Regions from separate parts of the Mus musculus genome. Here region 1 is linked to region 2. The links are chromatin contacts, called in public promoter capture Hi-C maps. All regions are on one chromosome and are shown on one strand. Each heading gives the region's core, a stretch centred on a gene start, on an enhancer-like site or on the middle of the called end of the contact. The rest is flanking DNA. Distances are from core to core; before and after follow the strand shown. Region 1 overlaps Gm30732. Region 2 holds the start of Siglec1 (sialic acid binding Ig-like lectin 1, sialoadhesin).

Region 1 (4,423 bases), core at 1,038-3,537, 440 kb after region 2:
GTGCCGCAGACCAGGTCCTTACATGTTGGCCTCTGAGGAACACAGTTTAGCTACATACTGTGGCAGTAACTGTGCAGTTTGCTTGGGCTAGTTGGGATGGGAAGAAGGGAAGTTCCTAGGTGTGGTATAAGCAAGCTAGCTGCTTGTCTAATTAATGGTCTTTTCAACTTAATGGCAGAGTGGCAGAAGGCCGGGTTTTCTCTGGGTCAGCCTGTTTATTGAGCCCATCTCTCATTTGTATTGGGCAACAGGCAGGCAGTGTCCTGCTAAGGGTAACCATGATAACCCCATGCTTGTATATTTAATAGTAGGCAAAAGGGTTGGCCACTGCCCCTTTCCATCCCCTAAAGCAGAGCTAGTGGCTAGAGGGACATTACTGTGTCCCTTTAGTCTAGTGTTGCTAATAATAAAGAACACCCCAAACCTGCTCTCATGGGATGCGAACGAGCTATTAGGCAGTTTATTTTACAGATTCAGTGCACATGTGATTTGGGCCTGTTGGATTTGGGGTTCACTCCACTTCACCCTCTACTTCTTTTTGTCTTATGTCTACCATTACTCCTACCCCAAAATGTGGGGCCATGTGGGATTACACAGCCATCTGTATACCCCAGCCCAAGGCCGTGTCCCTGGCATTGGGATCTTGGCTTTGCGTATCATTTCACTTGGTCTCTCTATTGTTTCTTGTTCTCCTAAAACTAGTCAGCATAATTCTGTCATGAGCCAAGCCATACCAGCAGGCTCGTCTGGAGGAGAAGGGCTGTGCCCACTGACCAGGATAAAGCAGAGGAGCACACCACACAGACCATACAGTGCCGCCTACGCCATCTTTCCACAGACAAAGCAGGGCTTTCCCTCCCACCGCTCACAGTCCAGTCCAACTTCATCTTCTTCGTCTGAGCATGTGGCACCACCATTCTTTGGCTTCAGAACACTCAGGTCACTATCCACTCCCTATCATCTGCTTTCCCATAGGCGAGTCTCATCGACTCCTCTTACGCATTCTGAATCGCATCCTTTGAGATACCCCACTGTACCTGCATCTCTGCCTTGAGTGGCGGAGGCAGCCTCCCAGGTGGTGTTCCTCTATAACCTCCTCCACAGGGCCAATGCAGCCTCCTTGGTTTCCAGGGACAGCCCTCACACTGGAGAAGCAAGGCGTTGCTCTCAGTCATCCTGTGAGAAGTTCTAAGGTCCCCCTGCTTCCTCTCTGTCTTCCCCTAGGACCTGGCTGCTCTTTTTTGTCAGGGTTCTAATCAGATACTTTTCTGGGCATACTGTCCTTTTCCACAGTTACCCCGTCTACCCCATTCTGTGCCCCCTTTCTTCACGGCCTTTCTTTCCTCCCCTTTGCTACTTGGTGTTTATGCAGATGCCTGTCCTTCCATCTCATGACTATGGAAGTTCCCTGTTCACTGCTACGTATCCGGTGCATCCAAAATAGTACCCAGTGTAGAGACAGGTTAATGGAAAAGGTTTACAGAATGGTAAGGGAAGGAAGACACCATGCAAGGGTGTGAGCCTGGAGACGCGCCCTTAGTGTTGGTGGCAGCCCTCTTGGGTCTCCCTTTAGGTTCCTGACACTCCTCTCCTGCCCACAACTCTATTTTTCTTTGCTGTCTTCTGCCTCATAGACACATAAAATCTAAGTAAGTCACTTCTCACCCATACAGACAGCTCTCTAGCCTCCTGTGGGAATTCCCTCGGGACACAAGGTTGACCCCTACTCTGCTTTGGTGACCTGTAATCCCCACCCTCTAAGGCAGGGACCTTTATCCCGACTTTCCAGCTGCCTGTTTGCTTCTGTCATTGCTCTTTGCTCCTCTTCACAGGGAAGTGTCACATGCTGCTGTCTGCGCTGGTACTGTCTCAGTTCCACCGTGCTCACACCAGCAGTTAGTGGTGGAGATTTTTCCAACTGCAAAGATACACAAGGGTCAAATGGGTTCTCCTTCTCACAAGGCAGGCCTGGAGAGGCAGAAGTTCTCTGGAAGAAAGGACAAGCCACGAACCATGACCATGACCTCTAGCACCACCTTCTGGCCATATGGGAACACAGCACTTGCTGCATTGAGAGGATTTGTATTCTCTGAGCTTTTCTGAATTCCTGAGAATGAACCAAGCAAGCGGTCACTGGACCCCGTTTAATAAACACTGAACAATGAATAATATCAGAAGTGTGATTTCAATTTACTCTTCAATCTGGTGTCAGAGCCCCCCACACGGTGTGGCTCTGGGTTGATGGAAGTGACACAGCTGTGAGGAACAGCATTGCGTTTACTTATTGTGGCCGGTTAGATCTGGCTACACCATGGGGATAACACGAGCCTTTCATACATAACTTATATAAAAACTAAACGTATTTACTGGAATGTAGTTGTTTGTGTGTTAGTTATTTTCTGTTGCTGGGATAAAACACCATGACCAACAGCAACTTACAGGAGGGTTTATTTTGGCTTATAGACCCATGGGGACGAGCTCATCACCACCTCATCGAGGAGGTGTGGCAGCAGCAGGCAAGCTGCTGGAGAAGGGAGCTGATGTGCACATCTTCAACCACAAGCAGAAGTGGAGAGGGAACTGGAACCGCTCAGAGCTGCCTGAAGTGACGTACATCCTCCAGCAGGGTGCAGCATCCTGACCTCCCCAAACAGCACCACCACCTGGGGCCCCAGTTCGGACATCTGAGCATCCGGGGCGGGGGAATCTTTCTGGAATAAGCACTCTGACACCAGTGAGTGGAAGAGATGAGCCGCCACTGATGGACCAAAGCCAGGACAAATCCTGAAAGGTTTTGATGCCAGGCTCAGTTTGCGTTCTCATTTTATATTCTAAAATACAAGTCAGACTGGCAAGCAAGCAAGCTTTTACAGAAGGGTTTGGGGCAACGGCTCATCATCTCAGCTTTTCCTCCAGGTCACTCTGTTCCAGGTAACAGGTGAAGCCATGCTTGGCAGACACACAGTACATGCAGTGCTCTAAGAAAGCCATCAGATAAATCAATATCTAATAACTGGTAAGATTAATGACTGAGAGAGGCACAAAAAACACTTTTGTTTCTTGAAGTTCAAAACTTTAAAGAACAACATGCATGATCTGTGTATTGTATGTGCGGTTTGTAGTGGTTTTGAAGTAGAGTCATGTAGAAAAGACTAATTATTAGACATTGATTTGCCAAACTCGACTTTACTAGTTACCTAAAACAGTGACCTGGAGGAATCGCCGAGACTGTGAGCCGTTGCCCTTAACAGCCTGCTGACTGCCAGGAACACTTTTGTAAGGTTAATGCGTTTGGCAGCTTTCCGCTACTGTGGCAGAATACCTGAGAAAATTGGCTCATAAAGTGGAAAGGTTCACTCTGACTTCCAGTCCAGGGTGTTTCAGTTAAGGGCCCTGCAGATGCACTGCTTTGGGCCTCTGGTGAGACATATGACAGGATGTGTTTGGAGAGAGAGAGAGAAGGAAGAAGAGTGACAGGGAGGGAGGGAGGTGGAGAGGGAGGGAAAGAGGGAAAGAGAGAGAGAGGGAAGATGCAAAAGGGAGACTGAGGGAGGGAAGGAGGGGAGAGAGGGGGTGAGGGGCAAGGAGTGAGGGAGGGAGAGTGAGGCAAAAGGAAGGGTGAGAGGGAGGGAGGAGGGGAGAGAGGGACCTGGGGGGGGCACATACAAGGAAGGAGGGAGAGACTGTGTGATCTCTCATATTCTTGGGGAACATTTTTAGATCCAAAGAGCTGCCACCCTCAAGACACTTGACATATTAGTTTGAACTTTGATAATTTCTTTAAAAAAATCCTATTGGGAAATATTTTCAGTTTTATTTTATTTGCCTGCATGTATGTCTGTGCACCATGTGTATGACTGGTGCCCACAGAGGCCAGGAAAGGGGCTACAGATGGCTGGCCGTGAGTACATGCGGGCACTAGGAACTGAACCTGGGTCTTCTTTGAGAGCAGCCAGGGTTCCTAACATCTCTGCAACCCCAGATTTTCTCATTTCTGTATTTAATGTAAACACAATATCTTAATTTCTTTTCCTGTTGCTGCAATAAAATACACTGATAAAAGCAACTTAAAGGGAAACGTGTTGGTCCCACCTATGATGAAGATGAGCCCCCCTACCCCCGGCATCAACTAACATAAAAAAGACAATCCCCCATTTGCTCAGCAAATATCCCAGGTGACTGTAGACTTTATCAAAGTGACAGTTAGTACTGTAATAACTCCACTCTCAAAATATCGCTTTTTTCTTTTTCTTCCTTTTTGTTTTCCTTCAGTTTTTCAAGTCAGGGTTCTTTTGAGTTGCCCTGGCTGTGCTAGAACTCACTTTGTAGTCCAGGCTGGTCTGGAACTTAGAGACCTGCCTGCCTCTGCCTCCTGAGGGCTTGTCACCATGCCAGGCTCAGAACATCACTTTTAAGCTATGAC
Region 2 (3,894 bases), core at 744-3,243:
CTGTCTCCAGCTGCCAGGCCTAAAGGCCTAAGTGCACCAGTATGCCACAGGGACAAAGGGCTTGTCCCTAGAGGCTAGCCAAGCTGGTTTTGGTCAGAGAGCTATAGAAATGGTGTTCGGTGACAAGGGTGTGATATACTCACGTGGCACTTGCAGGTAAACCTCTTTCCGACTACTGTGTGCGCCCAATGAGAACTGGCAGAGCAGGGTCCGACCGTGGTCCTGCCAGGATAGGGCCATATGTAGGGTCGTCTGGTGATAGACGCCAGTGGGCTCGAGGCTCTGGAAGCTGGAGGTGACAGAGTGGGTGGGGTCCTGGCCTCGCCACTGCAGGCTGACTTGCTTCTCCTGCAGGCACAGGTAGGGTGTGGAACAGTTGAAGTTCCTCTCCATGCCTTCACGCAGCTCCTCAGGAATGGTAATAGTGGGGGGGCTGGGATCCGCTGAAAACAAAGGCAGTAATTCTCAGGGCTCCCCTCACCTCACTGTACCTCACACTGTCCCCACAACCCCAACCAAAGGACAAGACTTGGGGGGAGGGGGACTCAAGAAAAGGAGAATGTCACAGAGTGAAAAATAATAGGCAAAGGTCAGAGCTGAAGGCCTAGGCAAGGTTCAGGTCAAAGGACAGGGCTGGAGCAGCAGCCTAGGAGTCCCTGACCGCGACCAGTCCCCAGGCTCCTCACTTGTCACAGTGACCGTGGTGCCTTTGACATCTAACCAGCGGTTGCTATCACTGATCTCAAAGCGGAAGTTGTAGGTGCCAGAGTCTTCAGGCTTCAAGTCTTTGAGCAACAGGTTGCACACCTTGTGGTCCATGTTCCCCATCAGTTCAGCTCGACCCCTGAAACGCTTGTCCACCAGCTTGGGGTCCCCTGAGTGGATTACCACCTGCCGCTTGCCCGAGTAGTCATAGTACCAGATGGCTGTGATGCCATTGGACACTGGGACATCGGCAGGGTAGCTGAAGATGCAGGGAATGAGCAGGCAGGATCCCGACAAGCCCTGCACATTCTTGGGACTGGAGACACCCCATGTGGTCTGGCCTAGAGGAGGGTAGGAAGAGCAACAGAGAAAAGGGTGATGCAAGCCTGGGAACAGAGCCCTGTCACCTGCCCCAAAAGAGGGTGCTCCAAACAGGCTCCAAATCTAATCTAATTTCCCTCTTAGTGCCCCAAGGATGGGGTGTGCTCAGTCACATCTGATCATAGTCTAGGCTTCTGTGCTGAGTCCACAGAGGCCAGACCCTATGAGAGGCACTAGCCTCGTGCAGCTTACCTAGTGAGAAGACAGAGGCCAGCAGGAGCAGGGAGAACAGGACACACATCCCAGTGCCCAGGTGCATTCAGGTGCCTAGGGAAGCCGGGTGGGTAGGCACACAGAGACTGCCTGGAGCACTCCAGGGCCCAAGTCTATAGGGTTTATCTCACCTGCTGTGTTGGTCAACCCAACAGGAAGGACTGCTGTGGCAGCCACCAGCAGGGAACCAGAAGCCCCTGTTCCTGGCTCAGGGAGTGATTGGAAATGCTCTCACTTGGTGGCATGTCCCAGAGAGTCTTCTGTGCCCCTTGGCTCCACCCCTTAAGGACACAGCCTCAAGGCAGATCAGCAGTGCATGTCTCTCTTCACTTCTCCCCTGCCGCCTCCTATTACTCAAACCAACAGAACCTGGAGTCCAGTGAGACCCTGTCACTTACTCCAGGGCATCCAGCAAGCACCGTAAGCACCGGAAATTGGTCTCCTGCCTCTCCAGCTACAAGTCGGACTGAGCACACGCTGAGGCTGCCTGGCTTGTTTGTAGACAAAGTTCTCAACTTGGCAGCTCAGGGTGGTCTCAAGTTCACAGAATCCTCCTTCAACTTCCTTTAAAGAGTCCTTCCTCTCTCAAAAAACTCCTCATTGCCCCCTGAGATTTTGAAAGACCTCATTTCTTAACCCCTATGCTGTCCCCTTTCTCTGTGTTTCATAGACTTACTCTAGGCCTAATCTTGTCTGCTCCCTGGCTCCCTCACTGCCCAGTTCCACCCCCACCATAAATGATCTTTGCTCACAGAAATCTTACTCAACCTTCAGGATGCTGCATAAATCTGTAACTTCCCCTCTGGGCTGAGTCCTTGTGGCCACAGCAGAGAAAGCTTTATGTTTTCCCTCTTCTTGGCAGCCATGGGCATCCACCCATTTCTGAAGACCTAGGCCTGGGAATTTGTGGTCCACAGCAGTGCAGAGCCCCAGACCTACAGGGATCTCAGTGATTATGACAAGGGTGTGTGGTCCAGAGTCAGGCTAGAGAGGTGTCAAGGAAACTTTCCTGGGTCAGGTCGCCATACACTCACACCCACAAACATGCTTATTGTATACCATGCACAAGGAGCAAGCCCTGTGCCAAAGGGTGCCACAGCAGGAAGGAACACCACAGGCGGCAGACACAGCAGTCCAAGAAACACCTAGAAAACAACCCAGATGTCAGTCTCCATGGCTTTGGACCACGCAGTGCTTTCCTGACTTAGAAGCGAAGCTCAGTGGTAATGCTTCGTGATTCTAGCGTTCGGGAAGCTGTAGTGGGAGGATCCTGTGTTTAAGGCTCGCTCGTCAGGGCAAGCTACGAAGACCGTGCCTCAAAAAAGAAAAGGGGGAAGTAGGTAAGAGGGACTTGATTTTTGTGTGAGCCAAAAAAAAAAAAAAAAAACCAAGCAAACAAACAAAAACAAACAAACAAACAAAAACTGTGCAGAGAAATGAAAAAGACAGCCAAAGAATGAGAGAAAATATTTGAGAATCATTTATTGAAGACTAGTATCCAGAACATGTCAAGAATTCTGACAGTACCATAGCCTCCTCTGAAATAAAACAACCCATCTAGGAAAATGGGCAAAGGACTTGAATAGACACTTCTCATTGAAGAAATGCAAGGCAACAAACCAATGAAAAGACGCGTGAGGAAAACATAAGTCGGAACCAGAGTGAGGGCTGGGGGGCAGTTCAGGGGGTAAGAACACGGTACCGTACCGGGTGTGAGCATTTGTACAACTACCGAAGCTCCTGAATGCAGGCCCAGCACTGGTTGGAGCAGAGAGAGACAGAAGAATTCCTGGGGTTAGCTGGCTAGCCAGCTCAGCTGTAAGAGATCCTGTCTCAGGGGGAGTTAAGTGGCAAAGGATAGAAGACACACACATCAGCAAACATGGGAACAACCAACCACTATGATGGCTACTAATGAAAAAAAAAAAAAAACAAGAATAAAAACTGTTGGTGAGGATGCACAGAAATAGGAGCCCTGCACATCGTTAGTGGGAATGTGGAATGGTGCAGTGTGGGAGACTGAGGATTCCTCAAGAAGTCGGTGTAGAACTAGGAAATGGGACAGGATGAGAACCTATAGGGACAGAAGCTGAGCTCCAAGCAGACACCGCTAAACCACGTTCACAGCAGCATCCTTCACACCTGTCATAGGATAGAAAGATCCCTGTGTCTATCAACAGAGAGATGGATAGAGAGATGTGCCTATGTATATAGTGGATTAATCAGAACAGATGCAGCTCTGACACGTCCTCTATAACATAGTAAGCAAATACTACATTGCTCAAGTTAATGAACCATCTAGAAACAGAAAATGGATGAAGTTACTGGGGACTGGGAGAGGAGAGAATATGGAGTTACTATCTGATGGGTACAGAGACTACGTTGTGGATGGTGAGAACGGACTGGAAATGGATAGTGGTGGCAGCTATGTAACAATGTAAATATATGCCTAAAGATAGGACAGGAAACTCCATCTGATGTATATTTTATCATAGACACAATGTTGCAACTGTGCAATCCTCCCAGCTTCCTGCCGACTCAGCAGAGACAAGCAGTCCTGGGGAGACTGGAAGTGGGGACAGGAAACTGATGACA

The links. Promoter capture Hi-C pulls out the DNA fragments that hold promoters and counts their contacts.
Region 1: a promoter capture Hi-C map of stem cell-derived epiblast-like cells shows a contact between it and region 2, with 11 times the contacts expected there. The contact joins the enhancer-like site here to the promoter of Siglec1 in region 2. A contact is called at or near these places in 17 of 39 promoter capture datasets (the 3T3-L1 cell line, the C10 cell line, HPC-7-derived erythroid cells and 10 more), 2 of 15 datasets of contacts at CTCF or cohesin (embryonic stem cells and large pre-B cells), 49 of 484 Hi-C or Micro-C datasets (the AtT-20 cell line, B cells, CD4 T cells and 34 more), 5 of 115 datasets of contacts at active chromatin or transcription factors (astrocytes, embryonic forebrain, embryonic stem cells and 1 more) and 2 of 9 other capture datasets (adipose tissue and liver).

What each region holds. Positions count from the first base shown.
Region 1 is chr2:131,528,179-131,532,601 of GRCm38.p6, forward strand. Gm30732 reads left to right here. Exons shown (of 2, transcript XM_017319385.2): 1 at 1-939; 2 at 1,833-2,166. The coding sequence starts at 290. The coding sequence ends at 2,103. Among named protein-coding and RNA genes, the nearest start is that of Gm30732, 4.4 kb to the left of the region's middle. Within about 2 kb of position 2,288, at least 27 of the 459 cell types and tissues checked have an H3K27ac peak or open chromatin away from gene starts, as enhancers often do. A contact at or near this core is called in adipose tissue, bone marrow-derived macrophages and pre-pro-B cells, where this site is marked.
Region 2 is chr2:131,084,772-131,088,665 of GRCm38.p6, forward strand. Siglec1 (sialic acid binding Ig-like lectin 1, sialoadhesin) reads right to left here and starts at 1,994. Exons shown (of 21, transcript NM_011426.3): 1 at 1,279-1,994; 2 at 687-1,046; 3 at 144-443. The coding sequence starts at 1,345.